2 separate regions of the Sus scrofa genome follow, and region 1 is linked to region 2. The links are chromatin contacts, called in public Hi-C maps. All regions are on one chromosome and are shown on one strand. The core of a region is the stretch at or near the end of the contact, and the rest is flanking DNA. Distances in the headings are between cores, read along the strand shown.

Evidence for each region. A called contact is a pair of places that touch in the nucleus more often than the background predicts.
Region 1: a Hi-C map of liver shows a contact between it and region 2, with 1.7 times the contacts expected there. The contact joins two enhancer-like sites. A contact is called at or near these places in 2 of 47 Hi-C or Micro-C datasets (liver and skeletal muscle).

Annotation. Positions count from the first base shown.
Region 1 is chr3:14,485,433-14,492,295 of Sscrofa11.1, reverse strand. The region is part of intron 5 of AUTS2 (AUTS2, activator of transcription and developmental regulator); the gene reads right to left. Among named protein-coding and RNA genes, the nearest start is that of GALNT17, 540 kb to the left of the region's middle. Within about 2 kb of position 5,090, at least 8 of the 83 cell types and tissues checked have an H3K27ac peak or open chromatin away from gene starts, as enhancers often do. A contact at or near this core is called in liver, where this site is marked.
Region 2 is chr3:14,079,412-14,085,515 of Sscrofa11.1, reverse strand. All of the region lies in intron 2 of AUTS2 (AUTS2, activator of transcription and developmental regulator), which reads right to left. Among named protein-coding and RNA genes, the nearest start is that of AUTS2, 520 kb to the right of the region's middle. Within about 2 kb of position 2,320, at least 15 of the 83 cell types and tissues checked have an H3K27ac peak or open chromatin away from gene starts, as enhancers often do. A contact at or near this core is called in liver, where this site is marked.

The DNA.
Region 1 (6,863 bases), core at 3,841-6,340, 400 kb before region 2:
GGCTCAGGTTCCTCACATCTAAAATGGGGATAATGAAAGCACCCTTCTCGGGAGGTGGTGTAAAAATTAACCCAGACCATAGCAAAAAATAAATAAATAAATAAATAAATAAATCATACATAGTGCCTGACCCAAAAAAAAATGTTAACTGTACACCTTCAGTATCTTTTTCTCTCTCAAATGACCCCCATCTGAATTCAATACTTTCCCCAACTATCAGGTCAGATCTCCCCTTTGGCTGCGGGTCATCCAGTCTCAGTCCTACTCGCCAAGTCATACTGATGAGTCTAGCTGAAGTGAGAGACAGAGACTCTGTGGAGTCTGATGCATGAACACCTGCAACGGGTGCTTTTTAAGAAAAAGAACACAAACTTATGAATGTAAAATGAGGTGTTAGGTTTTGGAAGAGGTCTTGGCAAGTGAAGTGGCTTGAGGTTGAAACTTCACAGCTTCCTGGTAACCCCACCTCTGCACACCCCACTTTTACCCACAGTGCGATGGGGAGCTCAGAGGCTGGGGGAGGCAGGCCTTTATCGCCCCTCCTCATCCATAAAATGAAGCCAGTAAGACCTCACTGAGTTCCCACAACCAACCTAGGAAGCAGATACTGGTTTCCCATTAATCTTCCGTCAGTTGCCAAATCTCGCCTATTTGATCTCTGAAACGAACGGAATCCCTTTTCTTCTCTCCAGCCCACAACTGCCTACTCTGATTCTCCATCCTCTCTCACTGGACAGTAGTGAGTCTCGAAACTCCGGCATCTGCTCTGCCTCCCACAGTCCATCTTCTACTCAGCAGCCAGAGTCAGCTCGTTAAAGGGCAAATGGGATCACATCTGTCCCAGCTTTAAATGCAACTATAACTTTCAATTGGTCTTTTTAATACTGTAACAGTGCACATGTGCATGCACACACACACACACACACCTGTTACATAATGTCTTTGTGTCCCACTCATTTTTATTTTTATTTTTAAAATACTATTATTATTATTATTATTATTTTTTGCTTTTTAGGACTGCACCTATGGCATATGGAAGTTCCCAGGCTAGGGGTCGAATCAGAGCTACAGCTTGTCAGTCTACACCACAACCAAAGTGACTCGGGATCCAAGCTGTGTCTGCGACCTACACCATAGCACATGGCAAGGCTGGATCCTTAACCCACAAGGCGAGACCGGGATCGAACCCACATCCTCATGGATCCTAGTCGGGTTTGTTAAGGCTGAGTCATGAAGGGAACTCCCCCACTCATTTTAAAAATCAGTACATCTAGAGTTCCCGTCGTGGCGCAGTGGTTAACGAATCCAACTAGGAACCATGAGGTTGCGGGTTCAGTCCCTGCCCTTGCTCAGTGGGTTAAGGATCCGGCGTTGCTGTGAGCTGTAGTGTAGGTTGCAGATGCGGCTCGGATCCTGCGTTGCTGTGGCTCTGGTGTAGGCCGGTGGCTACAGCTCCGATTCGACCCCTAGCCTGGGAACCTCCATATGCCATGGGCGTGGCCCAAGAAATAGCAAAAAGACAAGACAAAAAAAAAATCAGTACATCTTATTTAATAGATATTTACATATTCTTCAGGTGTGAATGGAAATTATACATTTTCTTCATATGCGCACGGACAGCTGAAAAATTAATCATGTCCTTGACCATCAAGAAAATCTTAACCAACACAGAAGAGCAGTGATTTTAAAGGCTGCATTAAGGGAGGGAACATGTCCCTTTTGTTTTCGCTGTGCCCCAAAGCCCACTTTACTACCTAGCACACAGTAGGTTTTCATCAGCTATGCCAAAGGCAAGAATGAGTGAGTGCATAATTGACAGATGTGACTAGTCAAGGTGCTTGTCACACAGAAGCACTGAATTTCACTATTCCAATGTTCTGAGCCTTTAAAGATTGATAGGCAAGACCAGAAGTACTATATAATTGAGTTTATCATCTAATATTAATCACTAGGCACCAAAAAGGTCTTCCTCCCTGGGACACAACTGTTTCTCCCATAGCAGCTGGTGCCCTGCTTTACGCAGGAGTGCTTCCTCTTGCTCAACATGAAGGACCTCTGGTTCAGGTGAATATCCTTTTGAGGAACCTTATTTTTCTAGACAAGATGTGTTTCATTACTGGTTAAGAGTCTAACGCTATTACCATCAACCATGCAGTCAACCTCGTGGGTGTTCTCCACTCCCTTCCAGGTATTGAAGACATGATGAGAACACCGCCTGCTCCATCCACCTCCTAGCTCCTGCCCAAGACCTCAGCCTCAGTGCTGCCCTGATCTCTGTCTCGTCTTCAGGCTTTGCCCCACTCCAGTGTGTCTCCTCCTGCCTCCCCGCCCGCTGCACTGAGGTGTGCAGACAGCTGTGGCTCGCCTCCCTTGGGCTGAACGACACACCTGTTCAGGCCCCCTCTAAGCTTTGCGCCTCTGGGCACCATCCTGGTGGCAATCCTGATTACGTCCCTGGCTTACGGCAACACCTACTAGACTGCTCCAGAATGTGGGGGCTGCATGTGCTCTTTATACGGGACCTCTATCCCCCCAGTATCTCTCTTGACATGGCAGAGTCCCCTGGGATTTCCCAGCAAATGACCACCAATTATCATCAGCCCAGTGACTCGCCAAGTGATAAAGTCCCTAGGAAGCAAAGAAGAAAATATTCAAAGAGGTTCACCTCTCCCGACTTGTCCCCAGCTCCTTCCAGCCAATGTGAAGGAATTTAATGCACCCTGTTGCCCATCGCAGGCTTTCTGCACTTGCAGCCTGATCTCTCAGTGGGAAACGAGAGGTTTTGTCCCCTAGTGACAGGCTGTCAGCAGCCTGGAGAGGTACCCTGGGGATACAGTCCTTCTGATGCCCCCAAATCACATCACTACAAATGTCAGGGAACAGCAGAGTCCGATGGTCAGCTTTCTTGTCAGCAGGCGGAGGCAAAAGAACAATCCCTGTGGCGAAGTCCTCCTGCTGTTTTTTCCTCTCAAAGCCCAAGAGCCAAATTGGGGTTGGGGACAAGAAAGTGGCTAAAGAAAGCCTCATTCAGTCTCTGAAAGTTGGTAGAAAGAGGCTGGATGGTGGTTCCTTCTTGATTTTTTTCTTTTCCTATCTTTTTTTTTTTTTTTTAAATGGGAAGCCAAAGAAGCTAAGAATGCCAGAAATGAAAAGGAAGATGCCAGATGGAGGGAGGCAGAGCAGGTAAGAGTGATAATGAAGACCGCACGACGCCCAATGAAATGGGGGAAGGGGAGCTTACCCTGTACTGGGAAACAGCCTACAGGCCACAAGAAATTTCAGGGCAGCCTAAACAAAAATCCTTCCCCTTCGCCTTAGAGATCCCAAAAGTACATTAACCGGCCTCTACTATGGTCTGGCCAACCTCATATGCCACTTACCCAAAGTTCACTCCTGTCCCCCCAAACTGGGCTGGCGACCATTCCTCCTACATCGAGTATGTCTCCCCGGTGCCTTCCAAAATCAGCTCATCCTTTTTTCTTTCTTTCTTTTTTTTTTTTTTTTTTTTTTTTTGCTTTTATTAGGGCTCCACCCAAGGCATATGGAACTTCCCAGGCTAGGGGTTGAATCGGAACTGTAGCTGCTGGCCTACACCACAGCCATAGCAACCTACGATCTGAGCCACGTCTGTGACCTATACCACAGCTCATGGCAACGCCTGATCCTTAACCCACGGAGTGAGGCCAGGGATCGAACACACATCCGCATAGATACCAGTCATATTTCTGCTGCGTCTTGATGGGAACTCCAAAAACATCAGCTCATCCTTTAACCGCCCTCCAGGAGCCGTCAGCACTGCCTCTCACCCGCTTTCTTGGGATCACGCTGGCAATGACAATACTGGGTAATGCAAGCCTCTAGCAGGCTAACCGGTAATTGTGAGACACTGGGCAAGTTACCTAAACTTTCTGCGCCCAGTGGCCTTTCAGATGGGGATGGAAAAAATGATGCCTCCTGCACTGCGTCATGGTAGAGATGAATGGAGTTGGTCTATGCAGAGTGCATACAGTGGCGGCCCAACAAATGCCAGCCTTCATACGGTTTGTCACACAGGGTGGCACCTGCTCAGATGTTGTTCCGAACGACTCTGTAGTGGCCTCACCAATACCTCTTCGACCAGACCAGAAGTTCCTAGAGGATAGATGCTATGCCTAAAACCTGCTGGAAATGCCTCAGAGCGATATACATGATGGGGATTCAAAGAGCCCCAGAAGAGCAACATCCGTGGGTATCTACTGTGTCTCAAGATTTGCAATAGATGCTGAAGAACCAGGATGGAGGAGCTTTGAGGAGCTCACCTTGGGGAGGGGGCTATGCGAGGAGGCACATCTTTTCTAAACTAAGAGCATCCCCCACCCCATTTTTTTCTTGGGACTGCCTCTAAATCCTTCGGGAAGAGGCTGGTGGCAAGCTTGCATTGGTATGAGCAGAGCCACAATTTGTTGAACATTTTGCTTTGATTAAAAATTAATAGCTGCTTTTGACCCATATGGATTAATTCCACTCTCTCTAAGTATCTCCTTAATTGACAAAATACCATTAGGTGAAAGAACCAATTAAACCAGCACATGACTCCCTCCCTCCTTCTGCCAGCCTTCATCCTCCTTCCTCCCTCTCCGTGTTGTCCTGCCTGAGTGTTTTAATAGACCATTTCCATCCCAGCACAGTGAGACGAATTCCTCAGTAAACACACAAGAACAAAGGTGGGAGGTGTGCTGGGTGCAGAGGCGAGGCCATGCTGAACCCACCAACAAGCGGAGGAGGAAGGCCTGCGGAAGGGAGGAAAAGACAAGCGATCCACTTCCATGGCCTGAAGAGACTGACAAGTGCAGCTCCTGTCAATTAACCGGCACTCCCAAGCTCATCAGCCATCCGAGGCTGCTCAATGCGCAGCTTTGTCTTAGTTTGGCACAACTCCCTGCTAAACTCCCCGGAAAGTGCTGACAAGGTTACTCTAATAACTGGCTGGACAAAGTCCACCCACTGTGCATTGCAACACGTGCTCTGCGGCCCTGGCAAAGGGGCACGAATCGCCCTGTCAGGCTGCAGGAAGAGGTCAGCGGGAGGAAGAAGGGTAACAAAGTGCTAGGACCAGGCCCCAGGGGTAAAGACTGTGCCCTCTGCTGGGGTTTGCGAAAGCTTCTAGGTCTTACTGAGTGAGTGTTTCTCGCCTCTTTCTTCCTAAGCCTCTGCCAAGGTGGGTGAATGGGAACACTGTGTCTTTATTGGGGCTGGAGAGCTTTAAGAAACCTCCACTGGGGATGGATCCAAAGGACTCACTGCCCTGAAACAGGAGATGCTTTTATGCCTAAACCCTTCTTTCATCCGGAGAACTACAGACAAACAGCTTTCCAGGGGAGTGTCTGAAAGGAACCAAACTGGTCACTTCCAACGTCGCGAGTAGGCAGCTAGGGACCAAAGTGACTGAGGACAGATTCTGTTTTCCTCAGCTCTGTTTTCTTCAGTTTTTTACAATGGCACAGCCCAACACGGGATCCAGGTCTGTGCCTTCTCGTAGTTGTACACTGAGACAGCAATGGGACACAGGGAGCTGCATTTTAAAAAAATCTGGAAGGGTCTTCGGAAATCACCTACTCAGTAATATGTATCAGAAAAATTTCAAACACAGAAAAGCGGAAAGAACTTTACAGCGAACACCCCCCACATACCCGACACCGGTGTCCTTCTACTTAACATTTGATTAAATTTGCTTTATCATGTACCTATCCCACCTGGCCAGCCTAATAGTTACCTATCATTCCAACTTCCTTTAATTGCTTTAAAAAATGTTTTTTTTTCCTTTTTTCATGAAAATATTTACAGTGTTGTGCCAATTTCTACTGTATAGCAAAGTGACCCAGTCATACATATATATACATTCCTTTTGCTGTATTATCTTCCACCATGGTCTATCCCAAGAGACTGAATACAGTTCCCTGTGCTCTACAGCAGGATCTTCTCATTGCTTATCTGTTCTAAATGGAATAGTTTGCATCTACTAACCCCAAACTCCCGGTCCATCCTACCCGCTCCCCTCTCCCCCTTGGCTATCACATGATCCAGCAATTCCACTCCCGGGCATATATCCCAACAAAACTACAATTCAAAAAGATACATGCACCTGTATTTATTTATTCACTTTTTTGTCTTTTGTCTTTTCAGGGCCGCACCCGAGGCATATGGAGGTTCCCAGGCTAGGCGTCTAATCGGAGCTGTTGCTGCCGGCCTACACCACAGCCACAGCAACGCCAGATCCAAACTGCGTCTATGACCTACACCACAGCTCACGGCAATGCCAGATCCTTAACCCACTGATCGAGGTCAGGGATCGAACCCACAACCTCACGGTTCCTAGTTGGATTTGTTTCCACTGTGCCACGACGGGAACTCCATGCACCTGTATTTTCACAGCAGCACTATAGTCAAGACATGGAAACAGCCTAAATGTCTATTGACAAATAAATGGATTAAGAAGATGTGGTACATAAAAAATGTATTTTTATTTTATTATTATTATTTTTATAGCCACACCTGTGGCACATGGAAGTTCCTGGGACTTCCATAGAAATCGGGACTGCAGCCGAGGCCTACCACAGCAATACCGGATTCAAATGGCATCTTTGACCTACAGCGCAGCAATACTGGATGCTTAATACTCTGAGCGAGGTCAGGGATCGAACCCACATCCTTACAGAGACAATGTCGGGTCCTTAACCAGCTGAGCCACAACACAAACTCCTAAAAAAAAAAACCCAATTTTTAAAAAGCTACCTGAAGAACACTTTTTTCTAAGTCAAGTCTTTGGAGAAAGGCAAATCTATGAAACGGACAGAAGTCAAGCTACTCCAGTTGAAGCAGGTCAG
Region 2 (6,104 bases), core at 1,071-3,570:
CATGACGTTTTTCTTCACATCCAATTTGCTATCTCAGGAAACTGTCCTAGACAAAGAATTAACAGATCAAAAGATGTTAACATTGTGTAGACTCTTAAAACATAAAAAGGCTTGTGTAAAAGCGACAGTTTCACTGTACTTTTTCCAGCAGTGACTAGTATCATTTCTACAAATATTGTCAATTTAATAAGTTTAAAAATGGCATCTCTTTGTTACTTTTAATTGCATTTCTTTACATATTACATGTACTACACTCTTAGATACTTAATTCCCATCTTTGGAGTTCCTGTTGTGGTGCAGCGGAAACGAATCCAACTAGTATCCGTGAAAATGCGGGTTTGATCCCCGGTCTTGCTCAGTGTGTTGGGGATCCTGCATTGCCATGAGCTGTGGTATAGGTTGCAGGTGTGGCTCAACTCCTGCATTCCTGTGGTTGTGGTGTAGGCGGCACCTCTGATTTGACCCCTAGCCTGTGAATTTCCATATGCTGCGAGTGTGGCCCTAAAAAACAATTAATAATAATAATAATTATTATTATATATTATTATAAATATATTATTATCATTATTATCCTCATTCCAAAGAAGACTCTCAGGGAAATAAGAAAGTGAGTTTCAAAAAGTTTAAGAAAAAATAAAAGAGACTTTGAGATTCTTAAAATTATCCCCTGGGTTAAGATCTGGAAAGTAAGGTTTTTAAATGAAACTTGAGAAATAGTTGGTAAGGGTGATTATTATACACAGACAAAAGACATCCAGTTTTTATTTCCTCCATCAAAGATAACCTCAAATATTTGTCTTCCCTTGAGAGAAATGAAAATCAAAACTCTTTTTACTGGGTAGAGAGAAAGGACTATTTATCTCCAAAATAAAACAGCATATGCTTTAAAATTATCTCTTTTTAAAATAACTTAATAAGTTAAAATTTCATAATTTATGATCAATCACTTGAGAAACTAGTCAAAAGTAACTTCAATTGCCTTATAAGTATGTGCTTCTGAAGTAAAAATTGCAACACATCCTACAAGTGATTCTGAACCATGATTTTACAAAATCACTTTGAAATTACGGCAAAATTATCTACATTTATTTTTTATTATTATGGCACCAACTATTCCTGCAGAATGCAAAGATCTGTCAGCAACATCACTGAAGCAATCAACTGAGCTTATAAGACTTAATTCTTTTTTAGTCAAAATATAATTCAGAAAAGGATCTGGCCAACAAAGTTTTTAGCCAAGACAACATTTTTTGCCTTGAGTTTTGCTAGACAAAAGATAGATGAGACCTTGCTTTCAGTTCATTTAATGTACTGGTTTGGCTGTTTAATTTTCTTTTTATCATGGGGGAGGCAAAGAAATAAAAAGTGAAATGCAATAATACATCACCAAAATGTGTCTGGTTGGTGTTGATAGGAAAGTCGGATGAAGGTGATGAGACAGTATAAGTTCCTCAAAGTTATTTGCTCAGGTGCTATATTAGGGCGCTGTTCACACACAAACATAAAGAGATGCCCAGGCATATACTTCAAATCTTTGTTCACTTTGCCATTCATTCATTTTCAATCATTTGTCTATTCATTCATTCACTCACTTATTCAATAATTAGTAAGTACCTACCATTGCTCTGGGCTTTAAGTATGAATAGAACAGACCCTAAGTTAAATCTTGGAGGAGAAAGAAATGTAACCCACTGATAAAGTAATATTTTCTACCTGAGGAGACAGGAACAGAGGATGAAGCAACTCACGATATTACCAGCTCAAGTTCACATGGTTTTGAAAGTCATATGGAGCTGTAAGGTTAGAATTGCTAGCTCTAAGGCAAAATTTCAAGAGGGGACATACATCCCCCAGGTTAAGACTCTTGAAAGAGTTTCACCATGCATTTTGGAGGTGTGACTTCCATCCGGATCAATCAAATATCACATTTACCCTTGGGTCTATATGACCAAATTACCCCTAAATTACAATCCTGAGTAAACACAATGACCCATGCACCAAACAGTTCCCCCTTGGAAGGCATTTGAATGAAGGAAATCTAGGCCTTGGCTCCCAGCAATGATAAACTCTCCAGCAAAGAGAAAATAGTATCAGTAGAGCGGTGTGCAGACAAGATAAACTACTTTCTTTTGTTCCAAGGCCTAAAAGCAGCCATTGTATACTATCTGCTGGCTGGATTTGTGTTGCTTCCATTGCTGTGTTAAAGGAGCTATTTCTGGAGCTGACCTCTGTATAAAAGCTGGGGTGAGCTGAGCTTTTCTGCCTATTAGAGTGAGCAGTAGAGCAAAGGGTAAACCTCTCTGAGTGGATGGGTCAGAGTACACAGACACTGATTCAGGTTTAGCTGACAGCGCCAGGGAAGGCATTTCTAATCTCCCCAGTTAGTACTAAATCAGCATGGTGTACACGAGCCCTTGACAGAGGACAGACAAATGGGACTCACTAAAAGGATAAAGAGCGGCCTGGTGAAGCACAGACGCTGAATACGATCCAAAGCTTTCATTTCTTAAGCTAAAAATGCTTTGCCGAAGCCACATCCATTCAGGACAAGTCTTGGCTCTTGGCTCTTCTGTAGTAAAATGACGCCTTCTAGTCTGATCCTGAGAAAACAGACGATGCCCATTCCAAGAATTTAGAACGCAGTAATTAAAAGGCATATTCTTGCCTCCCCCTCTATTTGCTGTTGCCTGGAGAAGAGAAAAGTCAAAGAAAAATTAGGCGGCTGCCACCCGAACCATTGTCGTTACCCAAGGCAGGGTAATTCATGGTTTGATTTTCTGCAGGCCCTCCTGACCATCCATCATGTCAAGCCACAGAACAGAAGAAATGCGACCAAGCAGGAACGTGAGCTCTTTTCTGAACCGTTCTCTTCAAGTTTACAAACACATCCAAAGAAGGGAAGGGAGGGCAGGCACACAACAACTCAAAGGGACACTGCCAAAGGGGTGCTGTTCGATAGCTGAGACTTTCCTAATCTCAGAGCACTTTTTGTTTGTACTGTCCTCATACTCTACAGAGTGTTATCTAAGAGTGTTCTCCACGAGATGCGAGGATCCCTGGTTTGCCCATGAGGAGACTGAGGCTAAGAGGCCCTAACTGACATGCCCAGGATTCACACAGCCAGAAAGTAGGAAAGCTGAGATCCTAACCTGGCTCAGGGTTAAGACTCCAGAACCTGGCTATTAATCACTCTGCTCTACAAACACAACCTCCTGTTAAGTGTGTAAATGGAATTTTTATATATAAAATCCCATCTAAATCCAGCAGAATAACTTGCTATTTTAAAGACACCTAGGGTGAACCATTTTGAAGGGGGGAGAAAAAAAAAACTCTGCAGCCAGGAAAAACATCCATCCCTTGGTTTGTTTACCTTGTAAATCCAAATGGTGGGTGACGGCATCTGCTGAAAACGAGGCGGATCTGCAAATGCCAAATGTGGTGTGCCTGCCAGTGTCCATCAAGCTGCAGGGGTGATGGGGGAAGGGGGAGAAGCCTTTACCTGTGCGGACGCTCACACACAAACAAGATGCAAAGTGCTCACTTTGTAGCTTACAACTCATACAAAGGATTCTTGGCTTCACATGGGAAGCAAGGAATCACAGATCTCCTTATCAGAGGGAAACCAAGAGTCTCCTACCCTCAGAAAAAGAAGATATGATCCCCACAGATGACCTAATAAGAAAGACTGAAAAGGTTGTCCTGGAAAGTAATATTGGCAGGAAGGGTTTAGGCCTGAGTCTTCCACCTCCCAGTACACAAGCCAGTTCCTCTTCAAACTCTACCTGCGGGGACTTCAACACCTGGCCTCGTATCCTAAAACAGCAGAGCAACTTATCACTTACAATAACACTGACGGGCAAGTCCAAACTGTATTAAATATGACAATGACCAGCTATTTCACAGATTCCAAGAGCTTAGGAACTTGTTTAAAATGAGAGATGGGCCCCAATTTAGACCTGTCAAAATGGCATAAATATCACTGTCGAATGATCAAACCACCTTAGGAAAAAAAAATTGGAACTTGTTAAAAAAAAAAAAAAAAAAAACCAATGTGTATTGTGTATCGGGATAAATATGTCTTATTGCTATAGAAAGTACATAAAGTAACTGAATTTACAGAATGTTTTCAGAAAAAAAATATTTCAAATGAAAAGTAAAAACATTTTCTCTCTATAAAAGGAAATATAGTGAGAGAAATGAGGAAATAAATAACTCTTGAATTCTACCCACAGGCAGGTCCCAAGTACACAAAATAAATGGCTAATCCATTAGGAAGTTTCTTTTGTCAAACCATGATATTAAAGCATTAAGTATTCTATGTCCATATAGTACTTAGCAGAATATTACCTTAAGTATGTTTTATTTATGTTATAGTAATATCTTTTCAAACTGCTATTATTACAAAATACTACCCATAGTCCAGGGATAACACATTTTTTTTTTTTTTGCAAATATAATGACCTATTTGCTTTACTTATTGGGTCATATAATACCCCATTCTTGATCTCCATCTTTAACAGGAAGCTTTGATTAACTTAATATTTTAATACATCTTACATGTGTTACTCCCTTCTCAAGAAAATTAAAATACTAACCTGTTTAAAATCAGAGGGAGAAAATGCCAGAATTAGGAATGAGGTTGTTTTGCTTTGGGGTTGGAGAACTATCTTTTATGAAATATGCACCTTCCACATATGTCAAGCACTCTGCAAGGTTCTTAACAGCTAAGATTTCATTTGAACACCACACCAGTACCCCAAATCAACGTCTTCCTCCTACACATAAGCACGATTCTATTATTTCCAATATCAAACTCCTCTCAGTACTGAGCCAGAATGAACTCTCGAGAGGTCACCTAGATTGACCATCTGCCTGTAATCAAGTGTTAGATCCAGATAAAAATTTTTAAGAGAACCTAAAGATCCATCTAACTCATTTTACAGATGATAAAAGTGAGGTATCGAGATGCCAAAGGGCAGGTATAGAGTCCCAAGATTTGTTCACAGAAGTTAGAGAGATGGAAATTCCAGGTTCCTATCGCTCAAGCTCTGCTCTCTTCACTAGATCAGAGGGCCCCCTGGATGCAAGGAGGAGGGAACACCTGCCTTAGGAGACTGGGGAATGCAGCAGAGTGAGCAAAGAAGAGGGAGGAAGGTAAGGCTTGGGGTGGTATGGCTTGAGCCCCCCTGATACCTTCTGGGAGATTACAGAATCTATATGTCCTGATGGCCTGGCAAAGTTCACAAAGATCAGAGTTTATAGTCAGAGAGGTTTCAGCAAATCTTTCCTGTGCTGCTTCTTGAACTCCTCTTTTTTCACATCTATAAAATAATATCACACTTCCTAGGGCTGAGATTACATGTGCTATTTTTGTAGAATACACATTACAAAGTAAGTGGTCAATAAACAGTAACTAGTAGGACAATCTGTCCCCTCTCTTTTGCAGCGAAAGCCACCACTTCCCACCACCTTAATCCCCAATGCCTTTACAGCAGCAGTTCTCACTTAAAACTGATTGCTGGGTCCCACTCACAGACTTGCTTAGGGTGGAGTCTGAGAAAGTGCATTCTAACAAGTTCCCAAGTGAAGCTGATGCTGCCATCCTTTTGCTTTGATAGTTTTCTCCTCTATGTTCAAAATCTCTCCTCTTTGGGAAGCATAGCTTCCTGCCCACTTAATTTCCCTTATATAACGTTCTTCTTTCCATCTAGCAATTCTCTGCCTAAGTAAAATTTCAGACTGTTTGCTCAAATGCAAGAAAGGAAGCACAGCAAAAGGAACTTGCACAAAAACATTTTTGTGGTATAGAGCCCCTAGTTCAATACAATTCAACCTGTGGACCCTAAATGTCAAAACATATGGTTGTATGTCCTGTGGAGTTTTATGTGAAAAACAATCTTGACTATCAGAACTAAAGACACAGCACTGAAAGGTTTCTCTTTCCCATTTTAGTAAGATCTCATTAACTTGGACAAATGATAGGAAAGGTTAGCCTAAACTGGTGAACTATTATGATGATAAAGTACTGATTAATAAATGTCATTTGATAACTTTTAAGTCAATCATCTTGACCTAAGCAACATCAAATGAAGGCTTAACTAGCT